Linked DNA regions of Mus musculus: region 1 is linked to region 2. A link is a contact called in public Hi-C data. All regions are on one chromosome and are shown on one strand. The core of a region is the stretch at or near the end of the contact, and the rest is flanking DNA. Distances in the headings are between cores, read along the strand shown.

The links. Hi-C and Micro-C count contacts between places; a contact is called where the count stands out from the background.
Region 1: a contact with region 2 is called in a Hi-C map of cerebellum, with 2.0 times the contacts expected there. The contact joins the promoter of Gpr139 here to the enhancer-like site in region 2. A contact is called at or near these places in 6 of 39 promoter capture datasets (the C10 cell line, embryonic stem cells, hippocampal neurons and 2 more), 4 of 484 Hi-C or Micro-C datasets (cerebellum and embryonic stem cells) and 1 of 115 datasets of contacts at active chromatin or transcription factors (astrocytes).

What each region holds. Positions count from the first base shown.
Region 1 is chr7:119,183,024-119,187,608 of GRCm38.p6, reverse strand. It overlaps Gpr139 (G protein-coupled receptor 139), which reads left to right and starts at 3,071. Exons shown (of 2, transcript NM_001024138.2): 1 at 3,071-3,337. The coding sequence starts at 3,235.
Region 2 is chr7:118,764,791-118,769,261 of GRCm38.p6, reverse strand. It overlaps Vps35l (VPS35 endosomal protein sorting factor like), which reads right to left. Exons shown (of 31, transcript NM_027815.4): 9 at 2,838-2,897. Among named protein-coding and RNA genes, the nearest start is that of Vps35l, 27 kb to the right of the region's middle. Within about 2 kb of position 2,936, at least 54 of the 459 cell types and tissues checked have an H3K27ac peak or open chromatin away from gene starts, as enhancers often do. A contact at or near this core is called in cerebellum and hippocampal neurons, where this site is marked.

The DNA.
Region 1 (4,585 bases), core at 1,822-4,321, 420 kb before region 2:
AGCACAGGGTCTCACTACATAGCCCAGGCTAACCCCTAACCCTTAATTCTTCTGCCTCAGCCTCTCCAATGCTGGGATTATAGGTAGGTTCTCCCACACCCAACTCAAGTAGACTGTGGGAATTCACCATACACTCTTACCCCAAGACTAAGAGCATCCCAAGCCAGCCTCAACACCTTAGGTACATTCCCATGCAAGCATACATTTCCTTGAGGAACTCTAACTAGCCAATCATCCCAAGGGGGCCAGGAGGTAATAGAGAGTTCTTTCTCACTCTCTTGGGGCTGCTGTCTGCCCTTCTCTCACCATACCCCTGCTCTTTCTGCTCAACATCTCAGAGACAACAACACTCCTGCTTTGCTTCATCCCATTTTATAGATGGAGAAGTAAATGTGTGGGTACGAGTAGGTCCTTCAATAGCCCTCATGCAGTCCCTTTGCCCAACCAGGTTCTATAAAGGCTCTCTAGCAATGGGCCTTGGTATTTTAACCACTTGGAAGTATCAAATCAAATAGGATCATTGCATGCTAAATCTGAGGCTGTGTCCCCAACTCCAGCACTGACCCACCTATGCTGCAAAGATAAAGTCACGCTCTGCCGCCTCAACTACTGGATGTTGCAGATTTCGTTCTCTCCATGTGTTTTGACTCTGCAATCTGCAGGTGTTGTGTAAAGCTGCATCCAGAACCCCACAGACAAAAGTTCTTGACCTTCTAAGGAAGGAATGGACAAGAACAAGACAAATCAGGTCCTATGGGGTAGGGTGGATGGTACTAAGCCTACAGGGAGGAGGACAGGGGGGGCACAAGATTTGGGGTGAAGAATAATTGAGATGCCAATCTTAATTAGGATTGTTAATGAGAAGCAGACAAGTGAGCAGAGACATGAGGGTGAGGAGGCAGGCCATTCACTTTGCCTATGCAAAAGCTCGGGGCATTAACCACTCTTCTTTATGGAGAGAGATCTCTAAAGAGACTGGAGACTTTGCCAAGCCATGTATCCGCCAGCGTCTCGTCTTAATGCAGCGCCACCTGCAGGTCAATCCCGTCTATAGGTTTACAGCAATTAACGTTTTGAGCCTTTGCAGCGATTAGAGGTTGCTTTACTTAGCTCACGAGGTTTTGTTTTGTATTTTAAATTTTTTACAGGAAGGGTGGTCACATTCAAAATCATCATAAGAAAGGATTTATGTGGCCAAGGACGTCTCTGTATTTCCGATCCTCCTATCCTCACTTCCCAAGTACTAGGACTAAAGACTTGAACTAAGGGGCTAGGTCTTGTATGGCACTGGTTCAAAACAGAGCTTCATGCCCACTAGGCAAGCACTCTGGCAACTAAGCTACATTCCTGGCCTCAAGAGAAAATTGTGGGTGCACTCCCCCAAAAGAAATGACACATGCTTAAAGTGACAAATATGCTCATTACATTGATTTGGTCATTACACATTAAATACAGGGATCGAAATATCACATTATACCCCAAGAAATATGCATGGTGATGTGTGTCAACAGAAAATAAAACAAAAGGTTAAGACGGTAAGAGAGGTGACAATAAAATGTTAATATCTAACAGAGCTTGAAATATCAGGTTGTGCTACTGTGTACGCATGGGACTCTGTAATAACCTGTCCCTTTAGGGGGCTGGCTGCCTGTCTGTTCGCCACAGACCCAGCTGAGGCCAAAAGATTCCTCTACAACTTTGGTCCTCCAGCAGTCCCCTCCTCCATTCTCTTCCCCGGGGAAGCGCCTAACAGAGATGGGGACAGGACACCGGGCCCTTGCTGGAGACCCAGAAGAAGCTCTGCTTTTTTCTCTTTTAGGAACAGAGGTTAGGGGAGGAGTCTGAGGAGGTGGGCTTTTCAACATCTTAAAGCCAGTCGCTTGCCCCTCGCTTGCATCTGCTTCAGCTTGCTCCTGGAAAGGCTCGCCTCTGTGCTCCTCCTCTGTGCTCTTGACTTGAGTCCGGGACAGACATCTCTCCTTGGAGGATTCTTGGGTACCCTTGAAAAAGGAAGCTCTTGCAGCGCTCTGCCTACCTCTCCTGCAATGGGAGCGACCCTCCACTGCCGGAATCCCACCTGCTCCGCCCATACTCTCCTTCACACAACCTTCAAAGTACTCCAGACCACCCAGCTCCCTATGTGCGATTGTGTAGTTGTTCGAGGCTCCGCCTGAGCCTGCTGCGCCCTCGTGCATATTGATGAGGGTGTCTGCACGTTTTCACCAGTCTAGCTAGGTGTGGAAGATGGGAGAATCTACGTGCATGGGTGTGTGAGTGCATCCGCATGACTGGGCATTGTGCGCCTTTGTGTGCGTGCGGGTATGTCTCAGTGGCTGTAACAGACTTATGCCAGGCTGAAGGCTGTGTGTTGTGGGCTCTTAGCCAGCCTGCATCCCATCCAAGTTCAGGGACAGTACCATCGACCTGGTGACATTCGCAAAGATATTCGCACCCTTCCTTCAGACCCACAGGCTCAGGCAGGAAAAAAAAAACCTTTCAACATTCTCTGGGCTCCAACAATCGCGACCCCCCATCCGCCATACCAGGATGTAAAATACTCTACGTGAAGATGGACTCCAGGCATTGGTGGGGAGCGAGGACAAGTAGCTAGAGAGAGAGTCAGAAGAAAAACTGAGGACATACTGGAGGGGAAAGGAGCTGCTGAGGGAGAAGCAGGTCATATTCACACCACGCCCCTCCCACAGGGGTTGGAAACCCAGTTCTCCATCCCGGTCTTCCTCCGGGGTTCCCAAGTTAACCCGGTCTTTTCCTCCAGAAACCGAAGCCAAAAAAACGCAACTGGGACTGGGTTAGGCTAACATCCCACCCAAGCCCCCCACCCCCAAACCTGCACCGCGAGCTCTCTGTGTGTGTGTGCCCGCGCAAGCGCGCGCGCGCGTGTACACACACACACACACACACACACACACACACACACACCATCCAGGAAGCTGCTGATTGGCTGAGGGGAACGGCGTCCCGGCCCGGGTTCTGAGGCGGGAGCTGAGCGGTCCTAGGAGGGAGGTGCACACTCTGGCTTCAGGAGCCCCTCCCTCGTCCCCTGCACCCTGCCAGAGAACCGAGCTGCCTATCTAGGAGGGCAGGTGCGGAGCCACCCGAGGACACCAGCCAGTAGTGGAAGCGGGTCCCGCGGTGCGGCGATCCTCCCTAGGGCTGCCTGGTCCCCAGCCGCTTGGCAGCTGCGCCGAGCCCAGCCCGGCGAGGGGCGCGCTCATGGAGCACACGCACGCCCACCTCGCTGCGAATAGCTCGGCTTGCGGCTTAGGCTTCGTGCCGGTGGTCTACTACAGCTTCTTGCTGTGCCTCGGGTTACCAGGTGAGGGGTATGGGGAAGAGGGAGGGAAGCCAGGAGTCCCAAGTTGCAGAACAAGGCTGTCCAGAACCTCAGGGGGTCCCAGACACCTTCTCGAGAAGTGCCTGGAGCCCCGCACCCCCTTTGAAAAAGTGTAAAGTTTAAACCTTGGTGGCAACTGTGGATGTTTCCAGATCAGGATGAATGGCTTGTGGTTTGGCGGGGACAGTGCTTGTGTGGCTCTGGGGCATTGTGACTTGTGGGTGTGCATCTACTCCAAAGCGCTCCTGTGTCTGTGTCTGTGTGTGTGTGTGTGTGTGTGTGTGTGTGTGTGTGTGTGTGTGTGTGTGTGTGTCTAGGGGGTCGAATCCCTGAGGGTCCCAGAAGGGCTGCGTGAGACTTGACCGCAGCTTCTGGGCAGAAAGCCTAGGGAAGGCTTCTCTCCAGCTTTTGCCCCACTCTGTCACCTCAGCTGAGAACACTTCTGCCACACTCTGTACTTCCCTAATGCTACATAAAACCAAGACCTTGATCATAGCTTCTCAGGTTCAAGAGACAATGAGGTGAGCCCTTGCTATCCACTATCACTAGCCCTAGGGAGCAAGGTGTCTCCCTGTAGCTAAGAAGAGTCAAGGACTGTCTCTGGGTCTGGGATGTATGGGGCAGAGGTGGACACTGGTACCTCAGAGGATGGCATTCTCCTTGAGTTTATGTCTGCTTCCTCTGGCTTTGCCTCCAGGTCAACCCCAGTCCTCCCTACCCAGGCAGCTCCCAGCGCTGCAGATGAGTGGCTGGCTGGTCCCACATCTTAATGTCCTTTGGAAAGTGAAGCTGGGACTTGTAGTGAATTCCTGAAGAGAGATGAGCTGCTGAGGGAGGAGGGGTGTGTGCATGGGCTATGAGGGAGACCAACTGGGACCTGTAAGAACAGCCCCTATGCCCCCTGTGGTGTGGGGTTGGCTTCAGTTTGGAGGTCTTTGGTTAATCCTGTCATCCACACAATGTCATGGACATTCCTGGACATTCCTGCAGACAGAAGGGAGAGCTAGAGATGGAAAGGCTCAGAAAGAGAAAAACTCCTGTTCAAACTAGACTCTAAGCCTCTACCACTGCCCCAAGAACTTGAGCATCCTGGGATACTGAGAAGCTAGGCTTCAGTCTCCTAGAGATCTGAGAGCCCTCTCCTCCTCAAACATGTAGGAATCCAGAGCCCGTGGAAAGATGGTCTCCAGCAATCTCCACTCCCAGCACAGGCAAGTACAAGTTTCCTAA
Region 2 (4,471 bases), core at 1,687-4,186:
CCTCTGGGCTCTCAGTACCAGAGGAAAGCATCAAGGGAAGATGTTAAGGGAAAGGGAAACACAATGACCAAACCAACTGCAAGAAAACAAAAGCCTGGGCTAGCCTGGGCAACATAGCAACCTGCCCCAAAACAAAAACAAAACAGACCCTGATCTGTACTGCTCTCAGCTAAAGCAAAATATTCCAGTTAAAATTGCTAACTACTATATTCAAATGAGGAAAACACCCTTTGATGTTGTACTTGAGTTTGGGTAAGACCAATTAGGGATTTTTTCCTTATTTGGGCCTAACATGTTGTTTGGGGAAATGGCTGTAGTAGACAGAAAGTCAAATGACTCTGAGGGTCGGGTGGGCCATCCAAACAAACGTGTTTATTTTGAGACAAGGTTCTGATAAGTTAGCCCAGATTAGCCTGCATCCTGCCTTAGCCTGGGGTTCCAGGACTACAGGTGCCATCGCTAGCCGGACTCCTTCCAAAAGTTCGTTCTTCATAAGCAATTGCATATGAACCAATGTGAGAAGCAGAAAGGTGTGGGCCACACCGAGATCCCAGTACCTGGGAGGTGAAGCACAAGAATCAGAAGTTCAAAGGTCATCCTCAGCTAGAGGGACTTCAAGCAATCCTGGGCTATGAGACCCTGTCTCAAAAACCAACCAACAAGGAAATGGGATTAAATGTATTTATTTTATTTGTGGTGGGGGGGGCACAGTGAACATCTGAGGGGGTCAGAAGAGGGTGTCAGATGCCCTCGAACTACAGTTATAGCTGGTTGTGAGTCCCCATCTGGGTCCTCTGCAAGTGTTCTTGACAGTTGGCCCATTTCTCCAAATGACCCCCCCACCCCCAGAAAAGGATTTGAAATCCTTGCTAGTAGGGCTGGAGAGAGCTCAGCTACTGAGGGCACCCGCTGCTCCTGTGAAGCACTTGAATTCTTTCCCAGCACCCACCCGAGGCGGCTCACACTCCCTGTGCCTCCAGCAGATCCCACCCCTCTCCAGGCCACACAGGGCTTCAGGCACACCAGTAGTGCACAGACATGCATGCATTTAAAAAAAAAAATCTGTTGTTGCGAAAGAAAACATACAAGTTTAATTCTGGCAGTCGGCTGAGGTTTGATACCCATGAACCACATGCTGAGCGTACATTCAATAAATAAATGTGTATTTCCCAGACCCCTGGCCAGCAGAGATGATTTTCCCACAGGGCTGGCCTCTGTGGGACTTTCTAAGCTCCTAAACTTACCAGAAGGAGACACTAAAATCTTGACTACAGTGTGGGGGTGGGGTGGGTCGGGTTGGAGGCACAGAACTGCTGTACGAGCCACAGAAGGCTGAGGAGGTACAGCATTACACTAACGTGCAGAGGCCCAGTCCATCTGGAGCACCAGCTTAACCTGGGACCAGTCTGAAAAGTTATTAGTGGCTTATATGGCTTTGGATGTGCAGTAAGTCTTATAATCCCGTGTCTTTTGTCATTTCTCATTTCTTTTTTGCTTTCTTTCCCCTTTCTGCAGTGTTGGAGATGTTCTATAAGCACTCTACCACTGAGCTGGACCCTCAGCCCTTGGGGGTTTACAGACAGGATTTCACGACGGAGCCCAAACTAACTTTGCACTCACAATCCTTCTGTCTCCGTCTCCTGGGTGCTGGTATAGGCTGAATTCCAGGCATGTTCCTCCACACCGAGCTACCTAGTGTCTTTTCTTTTTATACTCCGAACTCATTTCAGTTTGCCAGCCACATCTCAAGTACTCAAGAGCAACACGGGGCTGGTGGCCACTGGACCAGACAGTGCAGGCACAGCTGTGACCCTTCTGCACTGGGCCTACCCTTCTATGGCGAGACCAGGTAGCTCCAAGGGCTAAAGGGCTCATATAGACCTAAAGCTGTGTACAGCTGTTTCCTTCTGAGAGATGTTTGTATCAAAGTTTTAAGGAGATGGGTGGATAAATGGGCAGGTGAGTAGATGGATGGTCAGTGCGAAGACAGATGGGGGTGGAGCAGGGGGGTCAGGAGGGCAGGTAAACAGATGTGGGGGAGAGATAGATAGAGGATGGCTGAGAGGGTAGATGGATGATATCTGGGTGGATGGACAAGGAGGGCCAGGGAAGGGAAAGAGGAGGAGGGGGGAGAGAGAAGGGAGTGGGGCAGGGAAGAAGGAAGGGAAAAGGTTAAACTATGGGTCACTGCCACTATCACTGTCTCCTTGTCCCTGGGCAAGAACCGCTGCCAGGACCAGGATGAGGGACGAAATGACAGCCCAGGCAGCCGCTGCAGCTTGTGTGAGCTGAACAGGGCAAAGGAAAGGAAGCCGTAGCTGAAGATGCTGCATCTGAACACATCGTCACAATTGCTCCTGTGACAACACAAGTCCATCATCCACCTGTCCCATTAGAACCTCCTGGGAATTTAAAATTGATTGGCAATGAATTTAACGCCAACATCATTTATGTATAGGCTGAGGAGCTGGGGCATCTGCTACTATTGATTTATCGGACATCCCTTCATACATACGCAGTTTTTACTTAAGCAATTTGCTTCTTGGAGAGAAAGGCCCATATGAAACAGGAGCGTGGCTCTGAGCAGCAGCAGAGAAGTTGACCTGTAGCCAGGTCTCACTCCACCCTCTCCCCTTTTCCTGCATTCTAATGACTTGCCTGCTTGCAAACCTTCTGATGGCTCCGGACGACAGAGACAACCAGACTTCAAACACGTTTCTTTCAACACATTGAATTAAAAACCTTATCCATTTTCAATAAATCCCGACTTGATTAAAACCGTCTAACGGCGGTTCTGAGCAGGCTGGTGCCAGCAAGCCCAGGAAGCATGACATTACCTGGCAAGGCACTGCGGCTGTCCACACACATCGAGGAGATGCGCTCATAGACCAGCTTTCCTAGGACAAGAAGACATATGGTGTTGACGTCACACACCACAGGAGCAAACACTAAATAAATGTTACTAATTAGAAGCAGGAAAATGGCACCTGGCAGCAGGCATTCACTCGTGAGTGTATGCTGCCACCTAGTGGCACACACTTTTAGCCTTGGTTTGTTTGTTTTTTTTTTTTCCTGCAAAGAGGAAGCTGATTTTCACACGAATTCACGGGGTTTACCTAGGTAGTTAGGTTAAAAATAATTACAGAATGTTGTAGCCCTCAAGATTCGGGTCAGATATTCATTCTCTGATCTCACTGACTTGACTTCTGACCACCGGCCACTTATTTACATCTGCTGGCCTAAGCTGGGCATGGCTGGAGCTGAATCCAGTGTAGGGCACTTTCTGTGAAGTGTGGGGACACCTCGCTGCTCTGGCCTGAGTTCCAGGTTCTTTTTCTCTTCTCACTCAGGTGCTGATCGCCTCTGGCAGGGTGGTAGCTGGGAACGCACAGGCCTGGGCCCGTCTTGGAGCTTTGAAAGTCAAAGATTTGGGGAATGTGACTAGAATGTGAACTTTGGACCACATTGCTGCAAATCCTTGTGCGTGCTCAGGTGTGGAAGACACTAATTATCCGAGTATCTAGAAATGGTGGCCAGTGTCTGCTAGACCAATACTTCTCAGGCCAGCATGCGGCAGAGCCCTGGAGCCCCTGGAGCCCCAAAGATCACCATCTAGTGTGATGTCTCTGTCTATCCCAGGGGCTCCCGCAGAAGTGGTCTGGGTGCAGCCAAGATATGTCAGAGATGTCAGTGTACAGCCAAACTGAGAAGCCCAGCTTAGAACCTCACCCTATACACACACACACACACACACACACACACCCTGCAGACTCTGGAAGCCTCACGGAATGTGCTCCAATGCCAGTGCCCAGGCCCACTGCCTCTTTTCCTTCCTATGTTTTTCTAACCCAGGATCACAAGGGTGAAGAGAGAGAGGGAGACATTTCCTCTCTGCCACAGGGACACAATGGACAGAGGCACTGCTTGTCCCTGAGCACGCTGAGGAACAGCACACCGAGGGAGGGACTCTTACAAACTCCTTTACTTCCTATACAAAAGCCTGCCACCTCTCTAGAAACAGTCTTCAGGAAATACACCTCGCACTGTAAGCAGCTGCTAACTATGTCATTTCTGGCCAAATAACTTGTTTTTCTTTTGTTCGGGTGGTAGACACTGTCTGGGGAAATAACCATCTTGGCTAGAGTTCATTCTGCATGCGTGTGCGTGTGGAGGGACGGATGCCTGCATTGCGCATGTCCATGAGCAAAGATGAAGGTCAGGGGAGAATGTTGGGTCTCCTCTGTGACTCTCTGCCTTTATTCTTTTGTGTTGGGACTCTCATCAGACCTGGAGCTAGGCTGGAAGCCACCATGCCCCAGTGACCTTTCTGCCTGTGCCTCCCACAGCCAGCTCCGCCCATCCCTCACGTAGCTCCTGAGGATGTGAGCACGGGTCCTCACGCTTTCTCGGAAACCTCTCGCTCCATGAGCTGCCTCCCCAAGCCTTGGTTCTTTTCCTGACTAGTTTCTCA